Linked DNA regions of Oryctolagus cuniculus: region 2 is linked to region 1. The links are chromatin contacts, called in public Micro-C maps. All regions are on one chromosome and are shown on one strand. Each heading gives the region's core, a stretch centred on a gene start, on an enhancer-like site or on the middle of the called end of the contact. The rest is flanking DNA. Distances are from core to core; before and after follow the strand shown.

Region 1 (3,715 bases), core at 485-2,984:
CTCACTTCTTGATTTGTTCCTAATACTTGTCATGACAATTCATATATCTAGTAACAGCCAGCCAGGGTATGTCTCTGATGCTGAGAATAGGGGATGACAAAAGTTTATATCTGAGATCTGTTGAAGCAGTTTAATTTCTTTCATCAAGCAATAGGTCAAATGTACTGATAGTCTTCTGATAGTTTTCTGGCACACTTTGAAAGACATTTTCAAGTCTCAGAGGACACTAGGCTAGGAAACCCAATTTGAAGCTCAAGAGAGCTATTTGGTTTCCAGTGTTTTGTATTTCTCCTACTCACATATATCCATGTATTACAGGATACAACCATATCAGGTTTTCCCGTGAAGCCATTTTACATCACTGCATATTGAATGCCATTCTTTTCATTTCTTTTGTCACTGATATTTAAATTTTCATTCCATAGCAAGTGTAGTGGTTCTTTGTAGTCATTCGTATAAATTTGCTCATTCTACTCTCCTGGCCAAGGTGAAACTCAATCATTTTCCTTGGCCAAAAATCCTTTTAAAAAATATAGATTTTATGTTTTGATGGCTTGCTTAATCTAAGTGCTGGCTTGGAGTGTGTGTGAAGGGCTGGAGGAAATGATAAATGAAGGAAGGAAGTCGCACACCTGGTGTCCATGAACCCAGGGTGCATTCCTGGCCTGCAGCAGTAGCACAGCCGTGGCACCAGGAGCATCTCCCAGCAAACGTGGAACAGCGATTCTCTTCAGAAAACACCATTTACCCTGAAGACCTCGGTTTCCATCAAGGCTGGAGGCGGAAGAGCTTGGCTTTTTGCAGCTTTCAGGCCAAATCAAGCCTGAAGGAGCAAACTTCTTGTTGTTACTTATCGGGAAGATCACCACGAAACACATACGCAACACTTTTACATAAACTTAACCGGAAGTGGAAAAGGAAAAATAAGAAAAAAAAAAACCTAGAAACAAATCTTGATTTTCCCATTTAAAATTTTTTATTCTTTTCTTTCATCCCGCACGGATTTACATGCTCCCAGAAGCCACCCATAAGTTCCATCTCGGTGGAGCAGGGTACATTCGGTGACTTGGCTGTGAAAACATCGCGTGCCTTTTCAAAAACGAGGAGCATCTGTAAAACGGAAACAAGAACAACAGAAAACCAAAACCAAAATCACCTCAACAGCATGAAAAGTTGGAGCCTGCCAGGAAGCTCCCGGCAACTTGGGCAGCTTCATTTTTCTGCTCAGATTTCTATCTCAAGTGAATTGCAGGGTCCTCGCCCCCTACCCCTCGGGGAGGCAGTGACCACTCCTCTCCGGCCACAGCCCACCCGGAGAGAATCGTATTTTCTAAGATTCAACTGGGGTCAGTAGTGACGAGAGGCAGCTTCTAACCGAATGGCGTTTGAGGAATAACCTCGGGAAAAGACAGAGGCCACCGCACAGCGGCCTCGCGGAGCCGGGCAGGGGGTCTCCGGCGCTGCCAGCGGGGAGCCGGGCAGGGGGTCTCCGGCGCCAGCCGGTGCATGGGCTCGGGGCCGACTCCCGCGGCTTCCAGGCGGGGCCGAGGCGGCGCTCCGGGGCTGGTGGGCTGAGAGGCAGGCGGAGGCCGCCATATTCCCGCTCCACCACGCCCGGGCGGCCGCAGGTTGCCGGGGTTCCGGCCCGCGGTCGCAGCCGCCCGCTCAACCCGAGCGGCTGTCAGCGGGCCCTGCCCCTAGCCGAGGGCGGCTGCGTCCGCCGGAGCCCGCCGGCCTCCACGGAGGGCGCGGGAGAGGGCGGCGCCCGCGGAGCCTGAGGGGGCCGGCCCAGTCAGGGAGCTGCGCGAGCGAGGCGAGAGCCGCACTGGGCGGCGCGGCGCGCGGCTGCGAGCCCAGGGAGAGCCTTCCAAGAGGGGCCGGGCGGCTCCGCCTCCCGCGCCCGTCCCTCCGCCTCCGCCTCCTGCCCCTCCTCCTCCTCCGCCTCCTCCCGCCGCCGCCGCTGCCGCCGCCGCCGCCGCCTCCCTCCCGGATCTGTGCTCCAGTTCAGAGAAAGAAGAAAATGTGTGTGTGTGGCGAGGGGGAGGGCGATCACTGAGCAGCCGCTCCGCGCCTGGCAATCGGGGCCGGGGGTGGGCGTTTGGCGGAGGCGGAGGCGGAGGCGGAGGCGGAGGAGCGCGCGGCGGGCCGGGCCGGCGAGCGGGGTTTGCGCGCTTAGCCGGGCGGTGGGCGCGGGCAGGGCCGCGGGCGCCCGGGAGCCGTGTCAGGCGGCGGCGAGGAGCGGGCGCGCCGGGTGCGGGGAGCGGTCGGCGGCCGCTCGCTAGGGGGGCGCCCCGGTGGATGTGCTCTCGCCGCCGGGCGCAAACCGTAGGGGAGCCTCGGCGGCGGCGCGGGGGGCGAGGCGGGCTGCCCGTTCCCGGGGAAGGAGGCGCGGGCGTCTGAGCGAGGCCGGGCGCGGCGGCCTTCCCTTGCGCGCCCCCCGAGCCAGCGCCCGCGGCCGCCTCCCGCGCCCGCCTCGCTCCGCCGGGCGGCGAAGGCCTCCTGCGCCCGCCTAGACCCCGGCCCACCTGGTGGCCCCGGCCCTGGCCGTCGCCCCCGCGGCGGTTCCGCGATCTCATCCCGGACGCGCGCCCAGGCGGCGGGGGCTCAGCGGCCACCGCTGCCTCGGGGGAGCGAGGGCGGGAGGGTGTGTGTGTGCGCGCGTGTGAGCAGGGGGTGCCGGCGGGGCTGCAGCGGAGGCACTTTGGAAGAATGACTCTGGAGTCCATCATGGCGTGCTGCCTGAGCGAGGAGGCCAAGGAAGCCCGGCGGATCAACGACGAGATCGAGCGGCAGCTCCGCAGGGACAAGCGGGACGCCCGCCGGGAGCTCAAACTGCTGCTACTGGGTGAGTACGGCCCGGGCCGGCCGTGCGGGCCCTCCCCCGGGCCTCTGCGCGCCCCCAGCCCCCGCCTCCGGCCCCTCCGGGCAGCCGCCCCCAGCCCCCGGGCTCGCCCCTACCCTCCCCGGGCGCGCCCCCGGCCTCCACCCGCACCCGCGCGGGTACGCGCGCGCGCGCACACACACGCCCGTGCGCGCGGAGGGTTCGGGGCTGCCTTGTTGGGTGCCTCGGCGCGTGCTGTCTTGTGTGTCCCTTGTTGTGGGGGGGGCTTGCGTTCTCTGCGGTGTCTCTGCTCAATGGCAGATCAGATCTGGCTAGGGGCGCGGGGCTGGGAAGGTGGGCTGAGGGCTTGAACTTGCAGCGCCGGGGCCGCCGCGCCCCCAGGGGTGGTGGAGCTGTGTGTGTGTGTGTGTGTGTGTGTGTGTATGTCGCCCGGAGGGTGGCGAGCCGAGCCGGGGCACAGGGCGCGGGCGGGCGGGGGGGAGATGGCGCGCCGTGAGGTGGCCGTTGTGCATCCATTATCGGTGCGTTCTGGGGTCCAGGAGAAGTGGGGGAGCCACCGGTGGGCAGACTGGCGAGTGGGATCCCCAGGGGTGAAAACTAGAAGCCCAGCAGGGGTCGACCCTCCCCAGCCAGGGGTTCGTGGGGTGGGGGCGGGGAGGGCGGGCAAGCCCCCGTGTGTCACCCGAGTGTTCTTCTGCAGCCACCAGGCCACCCACAGGAGGGGCCCAGCAGAGTTTCTTGGCCAGTGGATGGTGGCAGGCGTGCTTCTCGGCTGCACCATTCCTTCCGGATTAGGACCGGGGCGAGGGGAGCGTGGCTGGCGTGGTTGTTGACAGCGACGGGTATCTTTTGTCTAATGAGGCATCCCAGATC
Region 2 (3,715 bases), core at 527-3,026, 52 kb after region 1:
CCCAACTACTTGATCCATCACCACTGTCTCCCAGTAAGCTGGAATCGGGAGCAGGAGCTAGGAATTGGACCCAGGCACTGCCTTGTAGGACAGAGGCATCCTAACTGCTAGGCCAAATGCCCAACCCCAGGTAACTTAAATCCACCCTAGCCTCTAGGACTTTGTTAGTTGGGTACAAAGCAGACTACAGCCTGGAAGTGGACAACTAACTATGAATTGACTTGATTCGCAGGAAGTGTTATTTTTATGCCTCTGCATTGACACCTGCCACACACTGCCCTGCAATGGGGCACTGCAGCCATACCTGCCACCTGCCTGCCTGCACTTGATCTGAAGGTATCAGTGAAGTAAATTTCCTAAGTAGTTCAAAGTATCATCATCATAAATAAAAGCACTATTATTTTTTTTAAAAAATTATTTGAAAGGCAGAGTTACAGAGAAAGGGGGGAGGCACTCTTCCATCTGTTGGTTTACTCCCCAAATAACTGCAAGCACCAAAACTGGGCTGCTCTGAAGCCAGGAGCCAGGAGCTTCTTCCTGGTCTCCCACATGGGTGCAGGGGCCTACGCACTTGGCCATCTCCTGCTGCTTTCTCAGGCGCATTAGCAGGGAGCTGGATTATGGAAGTGGAGCAGCTGAGAAGTGGAGCACCTATATGGGATGCTGGATCTGCAGGCAGCGACTTTACCTGCTATGCCACAGCTCTGGCCCCTTAAAGACTGACCTTAATTTCTTTCTTCCTTCCTTCTCTTATTCTGATATTTAAAAAGGAAGAGCCTTTTAAATACCCACCATTTTCCTTTTGTCTTGACTGATAAAGGGAAATACTATTACATGGCAGAATATTGGCCATGAGTAGAATTACAAGGCAGATTTAGTATTAACTTCATTGAGAAATTGGGAAAGGCCAGTGAAACAAAGAAAACACTTACTGAATAATATATACTAATATGGTGAAATAAACATGGACATTGTTGTGTATATAACACCTTGCCACTCACTTCCAAGTAATAGTTATTTTTGTGAACATGTAGGAGTTTAGTAATAGCCTTTTGACTAAAAATCATTTTAAGTTGGGGGCCGGCGCCGTGGCTCACTTGGTTAATCTTCCGCCTGCGGCGCCAGCTTCCCATATAGGTGCTGGGTTCTAGTCCCGGTTGCTCTTCTTCCAGTCCAGCTTTCTGCTGTGGCCCGGGAAGGCAGTGGAGGATAGCCCAAATGCTTGGGCTCTGCACCCGCGTGGGAGACCAGGAGGAAGCACCTGGCTCCTGGCTTCAGATCGGTGTAGCTCGGGCCGTAGTGGCCATTTGGGGAGTGAACCAATGGAAGGAAGATCTCTCTCTCTCTCTCTCTCTCTATATATATATATATATATTTATATATATATAAAACTTAATCCACTAAGCCACAACACTGGTTACTTACATTTTTTTAAAGATGAAAAAAAAGTTTGGTATAATTTTGAGCATCTAAAGGAGTATAAGAAAAGAACCCATTTGCCTGGTTTAATGATGGGGGATTCTTTTTTCCAGGAGTTGAGCATTGCTGTTGGTTTGGCAGGAAGTAATATTTACATAATCACAGTGTTGTAGATGTAGCTAAACAGTTTATTGGCTAATCCCCGCACATGACAAGGAAGGTATAATTATAGCTTCAGGGAAAAAAAATAAAAAACAGTACCCCAAGGTTTAAAAACCTGGCAATGTGCAGAGAGTGGGAAAGCAGACAGAAGTCCTTGGCTGGATGGCAGGAGGAAGGGAGTAGGTGGCAGAGGGACACGCGGGGATGCTAATTTCCTTTGCTTAGATGGTAGGATGTCAAGAAACACTGTGTAATGCTGCTGAAACAAGAAACAGCTAACCAACTGCAGAACTAAAGCTCGCGTAATCACGAAAATCAGGGACGAGTTAGCGGTGAAGTCAGCGTGAGTGAGTGAGATACGGGGGAGGCAAGGAGTGGAGAGAGAACTGTCTGTGGTTGACAAATCAAGAAGAGACAGAGCCTATTACTCAGTTCAGCTGATAACCACAGAAGGCTAGAACAGGCAACAATAATGGAAGCAAGAAGAGGGCAGTATGGGCACAGAGACACTTTACCTTTATTACCAAGGTTTTGTTCATGAAGCACTAAATATATATAATAATAATAAAGATTTTTATTTATTTGTTTGAGAGGTAGAGTTACAGACAGAGAGAGGGAGAGACAGAGAAAGGTTGCCCACCTGCTTGTTCATTCTCTAAATGACTGCAATGGTTGGTCCGGGCCCATCCGAAGCCAGGAGCCAGGAGCTTCTTCTGGGTCTCTCATGCATGTGCAGAGGCCCAAGCACTTGGGTCATCTGCTACTGCCTTCCCAGACCACATCAGAGAGCTGGATTGAAAGAGGAGCAGCTAGGACTAGATCCCTGGCAGCCATGTGGGATCCTGGTGCTGCAGATGAAGGTTTAGCCTACTCTGCCACAGTGCAGGCCCCAAAGCAGTACTTTCTTTCTTTCTTTTTTTTTTTTTTTTTTTTTTTTAAGATTTATTTCATTTATTTGAAAGAGTTAGAGAAGTAGAGCCAGAGAGAGAGATCCTTCATTTGCTAGTTCACTCCCCAAATGGCCTCATTGGCCTGAGCTGAGGCTGATCCGAAACCAGGAGCCAGGAGCTGCTTCTTGGTCTCCCACATGGGTGCAGGGCCCAAGAACTTAGACCATCTTCTACTGCTTTCCCAGACCATAGCAGAGAGCTGGATCAGAAGTGGAGCAGCCGCAACATGAACCAGTGCCCATATGGGATGCCGGCACTGCAGGCAAGGGCTTTAACCCACTGCGCCTCAGCACCGGCCCCCCAAAGCGGTACTTTTAAAATAATTAAAAAAAAAAAAAAAGAATTTCAGCATTGGAGAATTACTACAGTGTCAGGAATAATTTTCCACTTGTATTGTGTATTACTTCCTGCTATTGCTATTGTGTTGCCAGGGGTGGAGGGTTCTTATTTCCAAAGAATCAGGACATTGGTAAGTTGGGGTGTGCTGACAGCCGGCACCCACAGTCTCATTGATGTATTCAACCACTGGATCCCTGACTAGGTCCTGATCAAATGTTTCAAAAGTCTTTAGATGCCAGAAATTGTAAGGAAAACAAAATAAACAAGACTCTTCCTCAAACATGGCAAAGTGAAAGGGCTCCTCCTACACGACCCTGTGCTGGAAGCTGGTGGTCCTACCTCCTGGCTAAGGCTTCTGCCTGCCCAGGACCTTGCTTCCTACAGTGGGATGTAGGGACATCCTGGAGAAGGGAAGCCCGCCTTCGCCTTTGTTTTCTCTGGTCTGAGGAGTGGCTGAGCTTCAGGGCACTGACTTCCTCCCAGGAACTTCCTGAAAGGGGAAATTTTGACTTCTGTATGAATGCTCTAAATGCCTGTGGGCTGAACAATGGCTGTAGCAGTTGTTTTTCAAGAAGGCACTTGATTTTGTTTTGACCTTGGGACACGTGTGTAGTTGTGTTCACTGCGCCTCCAGGTGGATGGTCAAGGGAGAGAGGCTTGGTAGGGGACCAGGAGAGCTCCTGGAGATTGACTTGATTGTAGGATGTTTGCTTTTGGTCTTGTTCTGTGTGGCCCTGGAGTCTACAGTGCAGCAGTGGGGTTTAGGTAGAAAATCCGCAGTGGAGAAAGGCTGGCCAAGAACAAGCCAGGGAGGAGGTTCGACAAATAGATGCCTTGATCCAGGC

What was found. Hi-C and Micro-C count contacts between places; a contact is called where the count stands out from the background.
Region 2: a contact with region 1 is called in a Micro-C map of ear pinna, with 1.6 times the contacts expected there. The contact joins the enhancer-like site here to the promoter of LOC103348424 in region 1. A contact is called at or near these places in 2 of 6 Hi-C or Micro-C datasets (ear pinna and an unstated tissue).

What each region holds. Positions count from the first base shown.
Region 1 is chr1:152,215,720-152,219,434 of mOryCun1.1, forward strand. It overlaps LOC103348424, which reads right to left and starts at 1,735. Exons shown (of 2, transcript XM_051858926.2): 1 at 1,376-1,735; 2 at 958-1,110. The coding sequence starts at 1,596. The coding sequence ends at 1,005. It overlaps LOC100340719 (guanine nucleotide-binding protein G(q) subunit alpha), which reads left to right and starts at 2,519. Exons shown (of 7, transcript XM_051858885.2): 1 at 2,519-2,845. The coding sequence starts at 2,710.
Region 2 is chr1:152,267,670-152,271,384 of mOryCun1.1, forward strand. All of the region lies in intron 1 of LOC100340719 (guanine nucleotide-binding protein G(q) subunit alpha), which reads left to right. Among named protein-coding and RNA genes, the nearest start is that of CEP78, 230 kb to the left of the region's middle. Within about 2 kb of position 1,777, at least 1 of the 8 cell types and tissues checked has an H3K27ac peak or open chromatin away from gene starts, as enhancers often do.